Linked DNA regions of Danio rerio: region 1 is linked to region 2. Evidence: chromatin contacts called from public HiChIP or PLAC-seq data. All regions are on one chromosome and are shown on one strand. The core of a region is the stretch at or near the end of the contact, and the rest is flanking DNA. Distances in the headings are between cores, read along the strand shown. Region 1 holds the start of ncaph (non-SMC condensin I complex, subunit H). Region 2 holds the start of zgc:113436.

The links. HiChIP or PLAC-seq counts read pairs in DNA pulled down with a chosen protein or histone mark.
Region 1: a contact with region 2 is called in an H3K4me3 HiChIP or PLAC-seq map of embryo, with 6 times the contacts expected there. The contact joins the promoter of ncaph here to the promoter of zgc:113436 in region 2. A contact is called at or near these places in 1 of 18 Hi-C or Micro-C datasets (hematopoietic stem cells) and 1 of 4 datasets of contacts at active chromatin or transcription factors (embryo).

Annotation. Positions count from the first base shown.
Region 1 is chr5:28,864,898-28,870,619 of GRCz12tu, forward strand. ncaph (non-SMC condensin I complex, subunit H) reads left to right here and starts at 2,923. Exons shown (of 18, transcript NM_001080196.1): 1 at 2,923-3,024; 2 at 3,426-3,644; 3 at 3,954-4,044; 4 at 4,147-4,236; 5 at 4,330-4,447; 6 at 4,614-4,762; 7 at 5,453-5,642. The coding sequence starts at 3,433. It overlaps LOC141385822 (a long non-coding RNA gene), which reads right to left and starts at 2,164. Exons shown (of 12, transcript XR_012406893.1): 1 at 2,014-2,164.
Region 2 is chr5:28,644,682-28,650,702 of GRCz12tu, forward strand. It overlaps zgc:113436, which reads right to left and starts at 4,291. Exons shown (of 8, transcript NM_001327894.1): 1 at 3,982-4,291; 2 at 1,014-1,163; 3 at 759-870; 4 at 530-671. The coding sequence starts at 1,064. It overlaps ogfod2 (2-oxoglutarate and iron-dependent oxygenase domain containing 2), which reads left to right and starts at 4,556. Exons shown (of 7, transcript NM_001320174.1): 1 at 4,556-4,806; 2 at 4,893-4,949; 3 at 5,040-5,150; 4 at 5,230-5,329; 5 at 5,418-5,542. The coding sequence starts at 4,693.

The DNA.
Region 1 (5,722 bases), core at 1,673-4,172, 220 kb after region 2:
GATTAATCTTCCTGATGTGTACATGTTAAGCTCCTTTTTGCAAACAACATGATTTTATAAGACTTATATGTACACTAACGCATCTAAAAAAAAAAAAAAACTAAAAAAAAAAAAAACAAGAATTCCTTAAAACTATTTCAATCTGTCCACTGCACTTTTTCATTTAGGAATATGTATATGATTCATCATTCTCATAAATGACTCAAAATAATGCAGTCCAAACAATTTAGTCCAGCCAACTATGCATCCTATTCAGACCAATTGTTTTTTAGAGATTTAAAAAAAAAAAAGTGCATATGGTGAGACAGCAGGAAATTGCTGTTTAGGAAATGACTAATGCCAGAATAAACAGCCGTATTGTGCTATAATTAATATAAGGTTTGCAGCTAAGCTTATGTTTTCATCTTTCTGGCTGCAAACTGGACAGTGTGTCAGTGTTTATAAATCATTTGCACTGCGGACAAGGTTAAGCAAGCCATGTTAAAATATTATGACAGGTTTAACACTGAATATAAGTTATTTAATTTGATTTAGACTTCAAATAGCAAAAGACAGCAAATACCAGACTCAAGGCCATCTCGCTTTAATTCCTGGGCTAACTGACGGCTGAGTCACAACAGGACGATGCCCATCGTACACAATTCTGAAATATCTCCCCTTCTGTTCTCACCTTTAACCACAGGCTTACTCCACTAGAATAGTATGCCGTGTATATATATAAATAAATAAAAAATCCTGCCTGCTGCTTCGTGGTAGTTCAAGGCCTTCATCTTCTCCTCCTACCTGCTGTGACTGCCTTTAAGTTGTTTCTGTCACTTTGAAGTGACAACATTTCAACACTGCATAAAAAAAAAAAATCCATGTTGGCCTTGATTTCCTCTGTAAATCTTTTGAGGTCTCATTATCAGCTCCTGCAGTAATACATTAGCTCTACGCATCCTTAGAGATTTACTTTGGCCACATATGCAGTATAATGAATGCTAATGTCAATCACAACTGCTGACCAGAGGTCAAGTCAGAAAGGAAAGACCTTGAGGCACATTTCCTCCAGCTATTCAAATAAAATCAATGAGTATCTTTATCTGCGGGACTGCACGAGTTGTGTCTCTGTGGCATGTTGTCACCAACAGCTTTTGCTTTGCTTTTATTTACATCTGTTTTTTAAGGTCAAAATTAGACTCATAAGCCACTGTAACTCACAGGTGCGAGAAAAAAAGAGTTTAAAAGGATAATTCACACTATATATCAAGGAAAAGGAACGACTAAGAAAGCAAAAAGGACAGTGAGTCAGAAGATACAAGACAGGGAAGAAAAGCTAAATCAGCATTAACTCTCAATGTGGAGGTGTTTATGTGCTTATATTGCGGTCAGTGGGCCCATTCAGCTGTATTATCAGCAAATTCATTCACGATCATCCCCGCCAGCTAGTCTCACTGACATTTAATGTGTGTATGTGTGTATTTGTGCGGCTATATGCCATGGTTAATGATATACATTGGCCATGTACACACGTTTTCCTTCTTCGGCCTGTTTGGTTTTCCACTTGCAGAGGAGGATATTCTCTGTTGATGGTTCGTAATCCTGAAGCTATCCATTTAAAATAACCAGACTGCTGGTATTTTCCTCTTATACAGCTGGGATTCCAAATTCAGAGCTCAAGGTGCAAAATAAGTAGGGACTTAGATGAACTTCTTTTATGCACTGTGGTGTTTAATATAAGAACTTTTATCCCATAACCAATAAGGAGATTAAATAAACTCCATTTCATGTTTATCATCATAACACAGCTGTCATTTTAAAATGAAACTCTTGTGGTCACTTCAGCAGTGTTAAACACTCCAACAAGCATCTTCATTCCTTGATGCTATAATGCAGCACAAAATTAAACGTCTTTTCCCAAGTATGAGAACATGATGCTTTCTAAATGATACAAGAATCAAACAAACATGTGCGTTTCTCTCTAAACATTGCTCCTACTCTGAACTTAAAAGGGAAAGTAATTAACTAGATTACCTGCAGGAAGAGCGAGACTGTCAGCAGGGATTAAGGTTAGATGCGTGTTCTCTTGTTTATTATTTATGCGTTGACATTCAAATCACTCTGTTTGGTTGCGACTACGACGTAAAATGGATAAACAGCTTCTGTTATTTTACTGCCATCTAGTGGACAACGAGTTGAGTAATCCATCTTTGTGTTTGTTTTTCGGTCAAGAGAAGTTTGTTACAAAGACTGGCAGCAACACATTGTATTTATTAACGACTTCATATAGAATCCTTTAACATTTTAAATAAAAAAGCGATATTAAAAAGTAGAAAACAAAGAGTCGATATATAATTATAGAAATTTATATAAATATATAGTTTTAATATGATAAGATATAATTCATTCATTTTCTTTTCGAATTAGACACTTTAATTTGGGGTCGCCACAGCGGAATGAACCACCAACTTATCTACCATATGTTTTACGGTGCGGATGCCCATCCAGCTGCAACCCATCAGTGGGAAATATCCATACACCCTTATTCACACATAAGTTACACTACGGACAATTTAACGTTTGTTTACCCAATTCACCTATACATGTTTTTGGACTACTGGGGGAAACCGGAGCACCCGGAGGAAACCCACGCGAACACGGGGAGAACATACAAACTCCACACAGAAATGCCAACTGACCCTGCAAAACCCGGCTCGAACCAGCGACCTTCTTGCTGTGATGCGATTGTGCTACCCACTACGCCATCGTGCTGCCATATGAAATAATATAATAATTATTATCAATGTTAATAGTAGTATTATCATAATTCTACACGTAATAATTTAGATATAATATAGATGTATAATATCAAAATAAAGAGCACGCACAATGTGACGTTTTACGTCGTCCCTACATATGACATCACTGATGACGCGTGTAACCGTTCGGCGCTAAATTTCAAATGGTCTTCTGAAGAGAAGGAAAAAGAAAGTCTGGAGTCTCTGGATTCATTTAAACAGCTTAAAAATCATCAGTTCGTCGCAGGTAACTTAAACGTTAGTTTTTTGTACTTTTTTATGTACGCTTTCAAAACCACCGATTTAAATGTGATTGTTTTGATTGAAGCGTGTTTAACGTTAGCGCTAACGTTAGCCATAGATGCGCTAGCTAGCAGGAGCCCATACAGTGCAATAACTTTACTGCATACTGAAACTTAGGTTTCTAGTAAGGTATGAATTTCGCTCCGGGGAAACAGAAAATGGGGTTATAAACATGCTTTTTGTAACATTAATATCTATGCATTAATACAGTTTAAGCAGACAACATTAAATGTTGTTATTGTTATGAAAACTGTGAGGAAGTACGTTAACTGTTAAAGTTAAGCCTAGGAAAAATGCATAGTAGTGAATGGATACAACTTTAATAAAACCACAATTACTTCACAGTTTCGTTATGAGCGCATTTAGTACCCCGACCGCCCGGCAACGGCAGTGGTCCTCTCCGGCACTGGGCCACAAAGCCGCACTGTCCACCACCAGCACACCTCTGCTGGACAACATTCAGGGAAACGACGATGAGCAGGAGAGACGTCAAAGACGCAGGTCCAGAGTCATCGACCTTCACGGAGTGAACGACTCGTCCATTAATGAGGCCGGTACCCACAGGTAGATTAAAACCTACGTTTCCTGCTGCAAAATATGTACATTAAAGACAGCAATACAACTTCACATACGTGTATTTGTCTTCACTGTAGCTCTACAGGCACACCTGCTGCTGTCCCAAAGCTGTCATCGTATTGAAATATAAAGCACTTTTTGGAAAAAAGATTAAAATAAATGATTACTGGTTAAACAAAAACTTAAAAATATATTACTCAATATAAATTGTAAACAATGTATCTTCATGATTTCTGCTGCTAAACGTGTAAATAAAAGAATGCATGCAACAGACAGATGTATTTGTCTTCACTGTAGCTCTGCAGGAACACCTGCTGCTGTCCCTAAGCTGTCCTCAGCACAGATATCTGAACATTATTCAACCTGCATCAAGCTTTCCACTGAAAACGTGAGTTTACATTTATGAATGCACTGCAGCCATGTATTTTCTCTGCTTTGTAGGCGTCTGTAATGTTACACAGCTGTTAATTTTTCACTTTTACCTGTGCAGAAAATTACCACAAAGAATGCATTTGGTCTGCATCTCATCGATTACATGGCAGACATTCTCAAGGAGAAAGACTCTGAGCTAAACTTCAAGGTACAAACTCTCCACATTTGTACTGGAGCTACTTTACAAAAATATTGTGGATTATTTTAAACGATAATATTGCAAATGTGTTTGTTGATCTAGGTTGCAGCAGGCACTCTGGATGCCAGCACGAAAATCTATGCGGTGAGGGTGGATGCTGTCCATGCTGATGCTTACAGAGTCCTGGGAGGTTTGGGTTCGGAGACCAAACCAAAAGAAAGTGAGTAGTTATTCAAGACATGGGTCTGCTGGCGTGTTATGAAAGCTTAAATGAAATTTGCTCTCGGTCAGAAAGGGTTAGGTGATCATCGTCTTGATGGTAGATGAGTGGTGTCATACATTCCCAGGGCTCTGCACAGTACTACTATATTCTCATCTTTTTTCAGGTCAGGATGGTGATGATGAGACTGAGGCAGCCGAGGGCTCTCAGGGAGAGCAGGTGGCTGCAAAACAGACTAAGAAAAGACCTCCGAAGAAGACAGTGGAGCAGAATCTCAGTAATATCAATCTCTCTGAATCTGAGATGAAGTGTGAGGTAAACAATATCCAATGTCAATAAGATTGGCATCATTTATTGTTACAATGCAGATTAGAGCTGGGCTATGCAATATATGTTGTATGATTATGTGGTCATAATCACATTCTCATGTGCCTCTTTGTTCAAGAAATATTTCCACATTTAAAAAAAAAAGTACATACAAATTAAGAGTTCAGATGCAAAAACCTCTTAAGTGCCATAGGATTTTTTCCCACAAAAATTAGTCTTTTTTTTTTTTCTCCGGTTATTGTGTGTAGGTTCAGTAATTTTGTTGTTAGAGCAAATAATGTTATTTTCATTGCCTTTAAAGGGAAATAACTGAACATGAACACAGGAGGCTGAGAAAAATGCTTATTTAAGAGGAACATTTCAGACACCATTAGAAGTTTTTGCATCTTAACTTCAAATTTGAAACTGTTTATTATTCAAGATGCATTTAAAAGAACAATATACTTATTGTATTGCAGACTCGAATAAGTATTTATATTCATGCATTTACATGTGTGAATTTTGATTTATTTTTAACCATATTCCTATCAAGCATTTTGAGATTTGCTAGTATATAATGCAAAGTGTTCTTCCACCCCCTTTGTTTTTCCTTGATGTTTTAAGCTGACTTTTAATGTGAGGACTCCAAGTAGTTTTGTTGTAAGGTGTTATAACCTACTAAAACACATTTTTGTGCAGGTTGATCCCATGTTTCAGCGTATGGCTGCTTCCTTTGATGAGAACAGTACAGCGGGAGTCTTTCTCTCTGTGCTGTTCAGTGAGGACAGTTGCTGTGAGCTGCGCTTTCCTTCACATATGACCTTACTGAAGTCACAGCTTCCTCCTGTGCAGGTGTCCCATCAGAATGTTCCTGCATCACCGTTTACAGGTAAACCTGTTTGCATGTTACAGTCAGTTTTAAGTCTCGAGTCAATTTGCTCTTTGTTTTTGTAAGCCCTATTCCTAAAT
Region 2 (6,021 bases), core at 3,041-5,540:
CACTCCTGGTTTGAGCTGGTTTGTCGCCTTGTGCTTGTACATGTGTAATGACAATAAAGTTTCCTCTGATTCAATTTAATTTAATGTAATCTTAATCTTTTGATTATTATTATTATTATTATTATCATTTTATTATTATTATTATTATTATTATTATTATTATTATTATATAAAGTATATATGTACAGTTCAGTAAATGTATAATGGAATTACTTTATGGATGTTTATATTTTTAAAAGTCAAAGAATATATCAACATTTATTTTAAGATTTTTTTTTATCTTAGTATTATACAATAAATATAACAAAAAATTATAATAATAATAATAACAATAATAACTGAAATTAGATCTGCTTCACCAATTTGTTGGGCTTTTTTCTTTTCTTTTCTTTTTTTTTTACATAATGCACATTCAGTTTCATGGCTGGTAAAATATTTATGGCCAGTACAAACTGTCAAGTCACCAGCAGATGGCAAGTGTGACAAAAAAAAACTTGCTTTTGTCTATGGGTGCCATATATCATCTCACCTGCAAACAGATGATGAAATGCATCGTGCAACACAGAGACCATCTTTCTTTTGCACAGGAAAGGCTTCTACCCATTTACTGTAATAATCTGTAATAATAACAATGTGTGTATTCCCTCCATGTACAGTTCCTGGGAATGGACCTGTTTAAAGAAAAACAAAAACAGACTTGTCATGCTCTATAAAATGTGTTTCTCCAAAAGATTTGAATGCTTAAAAATCCCTTTTACCAATTATTTCAATGGCCAAAATCTCCCATGGACCGTCCACCTTGATGGGTCTTACTGTTCTGGCCAGGTTTTTACTCCGCTCTGCATGCTGACACGTTTCACACACTTTAATCTGAAACACAAGATACAGTACTTTGTAGACACCAAGAAATAAATGAAAAACATCACAGTAACAAACACCTTCATCAGGATAATGGCATCCACTGCATACCCAATCCACAACATCCTTGACAATGCCAAGCCAGTAGTATTTACTCTGAATCCTGTGTACAGTCTTCTTCTGACCCAGGTGGTGTCCGATGTCATTGAAGTGACACTCCAGGAAGATTTGTCTCTTCCGCTCTGCCTCAATCACCACTTCTCGCTTCTCTTCTTTCTTTGGTCCCACATAATACAGCCGGCCATCTTTGGTGTTTAAGGTAAATTAGTAATTGGTGAGAAGATCATAGTGATTAGTAGGATCAGAAAGATAAGCTAAACAGTAATGTGTGAAAAGTTGCTTATGAGCAACTCCAGCTTTATGTATGTGACATTTGCAATAAAAACTTGAAACATAGATAAATATAAATTCACAGAGAATGTATATGAGCAATTCCAGCCTTATGGATGTGACATTTGCAGTAAAAACTCTAAACATAAATTCACACAGAAAGCATATGTTAACATTATATTGAAACTTTTGTTTATATTTTCCAAAACAACTGACCACAGAGTTATGGGACCAGAAATATATCAATATGTAAAGATGTTTTGTACTTTAATTGTGAAAAAAAAACATGCGTTATGGATGTGACAAAAAAAGTCTGCGAGTTTACAGTACACAGAATACTTTGTAGAAATTCTGTGAATGAAACTGCACAACCCAAAAGAAACATTGCTAATCAAAAGGATAAGAGTTGTCTCTTTGTACAACAAAAATTATTGGTTTTATTTAATTAAAAATTTTCACATTTAAGAGGAAAAAAGTGTCGTTATGAATGTGACACTTCTCCGTTATGGATGTGACAACTGTGAAATTGCCACTTGTGTGATTTTGGCAAATTAAATAAAATAGTTTGAAACACTGACAGATACATTTATAAGTATTTTTAAAGTACTGTAAAATTCTTGCTTACAAAAACTGTTTCTGGGATTTTTTGAAAACTGAAATTTTTTTTCATGGCAAGGTTGACATTTGCACTGAATTGCTCATATGTTACCAGTTTATTAAAACATCACTTTCTATTTTTTAAAACAACTTATCAGAGTTAAGGGATCGGAAAAACATCAATCTGTAAGCGTGTTTTATATTTTAAATGAGAGAATTAAACATGCATTATGGATGTAACCAAGAAGTATGCGAGTTTATATTATACAACGCATTTTGTAGGAATTCTCTGAATTAAACTGCACAACCCAACATAAATAATATTAATCAAAAGGATAAGAGTTGGCTCTCTAAAGAACAAAAACTAATTATTTTATTGTATATTTTTGCATTTATGAGAAAAAAAAACTTTGTTATGGATGTTGCAGATGTAAGATTTTCACTTGTGTGACTTTGGTAAATCAAATCAAATGGTTTGAAAACATTTACAGACACATTTTTGAGTATTTTACAGTACTCAGAAAGACATTCACTATTTTGGTGAAAATCTTTTTTTATGATGCAGTGTGTGGATGGTTTAATGACATTAATTGTAAAAGACACTAAAACTAACTTACATATTCAAGTATTCCTATGCTTACAAAAACAGCTATTAGCAATAAGAGGAAACATAAAAGAGGACAAAGGTGCCTTGACAGAGTTCGAAGAGGACAAGGGCATTTTCTGCTAAATATTATGCTGACCATAAAGGAGGAAATGGTCCAGATGACACTTCTGACAAACTATTAAAATCACAACTAGAAGCATTGTCCTTGGAGGACAAGACTCCTGAAAGACTGCCCTAATGCTGTTGAAATAGAAGAAATGCTTTGCCATGTTTTAATTCAAGTCTCTCACATTAGAGATAAAACAAAAACTGATTTATTCTATGTATTAACAGATATCCTCAAGTATATAAAACACTGATATCTTAAAACATTAAAAACACACCTGTATTCAAGGATTGAATACTGTATTAAAAGCTAGAGCATAGAGAACAGCGGCACGTTTAACTGACTTCTATATACTGAATGTCTTAGGCCAATTTATTCTCAGTGGAGAATATTGTAAAGGATTTTGTTTTGTTATTGTGATTGTGATTGTTTTTATTCTACCTTTTCACTGGATTTGTTTATTAATAAAGTTGTATTTTATTAATTTTCTTCACTGGAGTGGACATTGGCTTCATTTGCAGAACCCATCAAGATACACTTAGGTGAAGTTTGTTTTATATTCACACATTCGTTCAGTGACATCTCCATACATTGTTTAGCATGGTGCTTTGAATATTCAGACTGAAATCTCATGCAAGTATGACTTCAAAACACTAAAGACTGTTGCACTTTAATGGTTGTTGGCTGCTAGGATGATTTCAATATTTAGAATTTTTAATTCATAATTTTTGGAGATTATATTATTGATGAGAAAGACTGAATGTGCAAATATAAAACCAACTTTATGTAAGTTCAAGATACCTTGTGTGGTAAGGTATGAATCTAATTTATTTCTTGAACAACATTACAAAATATGGTCCTAAACAAAACTCTAGCTAAGAAATATAGCCAAGAGAGGATTCTGGTTTCTTTATTTAATTTGGGTATTAAATAAAGGCATCCAGCACAATGGCAAGGTTAACAATTGCATGGAAAAGTGTTTTACACACTAGTACTGAAACTGCATTAAGATATACCATAATGCAAACTAATACACAGTTGATAGTTACTGTGTCATAAATAAACTCCAGTTCAGTCTCTCAGTAAAAACCTTCTTACTGACAGAACCTTGAAATTTTAGTGGCAAATGAAAAGGTTTAAATCTCCTAATATTTCATCAAATGATTCTTGTTCCCTGAAAATATTGTATGGCTTTAAACTACTGATATTCTTAATGACACTTTAAAATCATTTTAATCTTCTCTAAATCATGATAAACATGTATGATTATGTTTTGATGAGATAAACAACAGGACACATTCTACACTACGGTAAACATGTTAAATCTACATTGCTTTTACAGCATTAATGAATGAAAAACGTTTGTTTAATCTCTGACCCATATATAACCACCGAATACTGAATGTACTCGTTTAGTACTTACCGTCAATAATAAACTTCTGAGCGTATCTTTTGAGATTTTTCTTGCGAATAGGATTCATAGTTTGAGGATAACAGCCCTCGGCAACAAAAGTGTAAATGTCCCCCAGTCTGTTTGAGCTGGACTCCACAACCTCCTCTTCGGCCACTGGCAACGAGTCCACACTCAACATTGTGCTGCGAACACACGGTCCCGGGCTTTAAATACATAACAGACAGATAATCCTCCAATTTCAAATTCAAAACTACATACACACTAATACTGGGGACATTGAAAACGTGTTTCTGAAAGAGCTCCCTCTTCAACATAAAGTGCACACAACAACAGTAGGACGGAAGAAATTGGATGGCGTACCAGGAAGTAAACATAACAAATGTTTTATCACTGTGCGTTAATTTATTGCGCTTTTTCAGATACGAACTAATGACTAAATATGCATAGAATAGTTCCACTCATATAGAAGTGAACAATTATTAAAGCTGACGATATAAATCCTATGTTAAATGAGCGAAGCTTTTTGTTTCTCTACGGACACAATTTTGGGTTGTTCCAAAACAATCACATAAGCGTGCGGAGCTCTAAACAGATTGACAGTTCAACCATTCTGGTCATAATGTGTTTTCATTGCCTTTAAAATATTTTAAAAACACAAATCATACATATTAAGTCTGTATAAATGTATAACAGTGTGTTATTTGACTTATAATATACGCCATGGAGAGATTTTACACATGCAGTTGCTTTTTCACAGACAATATTTTTCTTGAAGAATACAAACTTCATGTTCGTTTCGTCTCAGAGAACCAGTTTAGGAAGGACTATCAAAATGTAAGTAATTTACAGCAAGACGGGCTCATGTCTTCATGTTAAACAGTTTGCCAATTCCGTCTGAACTTCGCTGACATTTGCTTAAGATCCTCAGATCCCTGGGTTGTGAGTCTGAATCCCAATTCAGAGACGTGATCGGAAAGGTGAGTAATAAGTGTGCTCTCGAGAACAGCGATAACGATGAAGATCAAGGCTGTCAGAGAGCGGTTATTCACTCACTCGTGTATTTATAGATTCAGGCAGAAATCGAAAGACGCCAAAATCATAAATTGAAATCTACAGAGAGAGCAGCTGTCATCAAGGAGATTTATACACCTCTACACCAACATGTTTATCATCTTCAGGTACTTATGATCAGCAACACGGGCAGTCTGTGATTTATGTCGTCCACTGACTTACTGGAATATAATTTATCATCTCTAGGAATCTTTCTTAGCCCCAGAGCTTTTAGAGATGGTCAAATATTGTGCTTCAAGTGAAGCAAATGTGCAAGGACTGTTGAAACTCATCCAGACAGAGGCAGGTGAGCTGCTGCTTTACACGTGTTCCAATTTATTAATAAGAAGGAAAAATCACATGCTAACTAATTCTGTTTACTGAAAATTTCGCAGCTTCGAGAGTGTTTCGGTTCCAGGTGTTCCGAAAGGAATTCTGCAAGGACCTTCTAGAAGAGCTGGAGCATTTTGAACAGTCGGATGCACCCAAGGGCAGGCCGAACACCATGAACAATTATGGGGTAAAGGTTTTATTATAAAGGTCAAGGACTTTGCAAGAGACACTCACTAAAATATAATTTAGTGTAACACAAATAAATAATAATAAAATATTGTTAGGCTTAAATAAAACAAGGAACATTTGATGACATATTAAATTTAAAGATCATAGTTCAGCCTCTAAATAATAATTTAGTTGTTTTTTTCTTGATACTTTATTCTTTTTGCTTACACTTTACAATTATTTTCTATTAGTTAATATATTTATTAACATAAACAATACATTTATTACTTATTTATTCACCTTTGTTAACATTAGGTAGTGAAAATAAAGTTGTTGACTGTTAACTCAAAGTGCATTAACTATTGTTTTTACTCAACTGTGGAATTTAATAATGCATTAGTAAATGTTAAACTGATTAATACATGCTGTAAAAGTACTGTTCATTCTTAGTTAATGTTAGTACATACATTAGCTAACATGAACTACTGGAACATTATT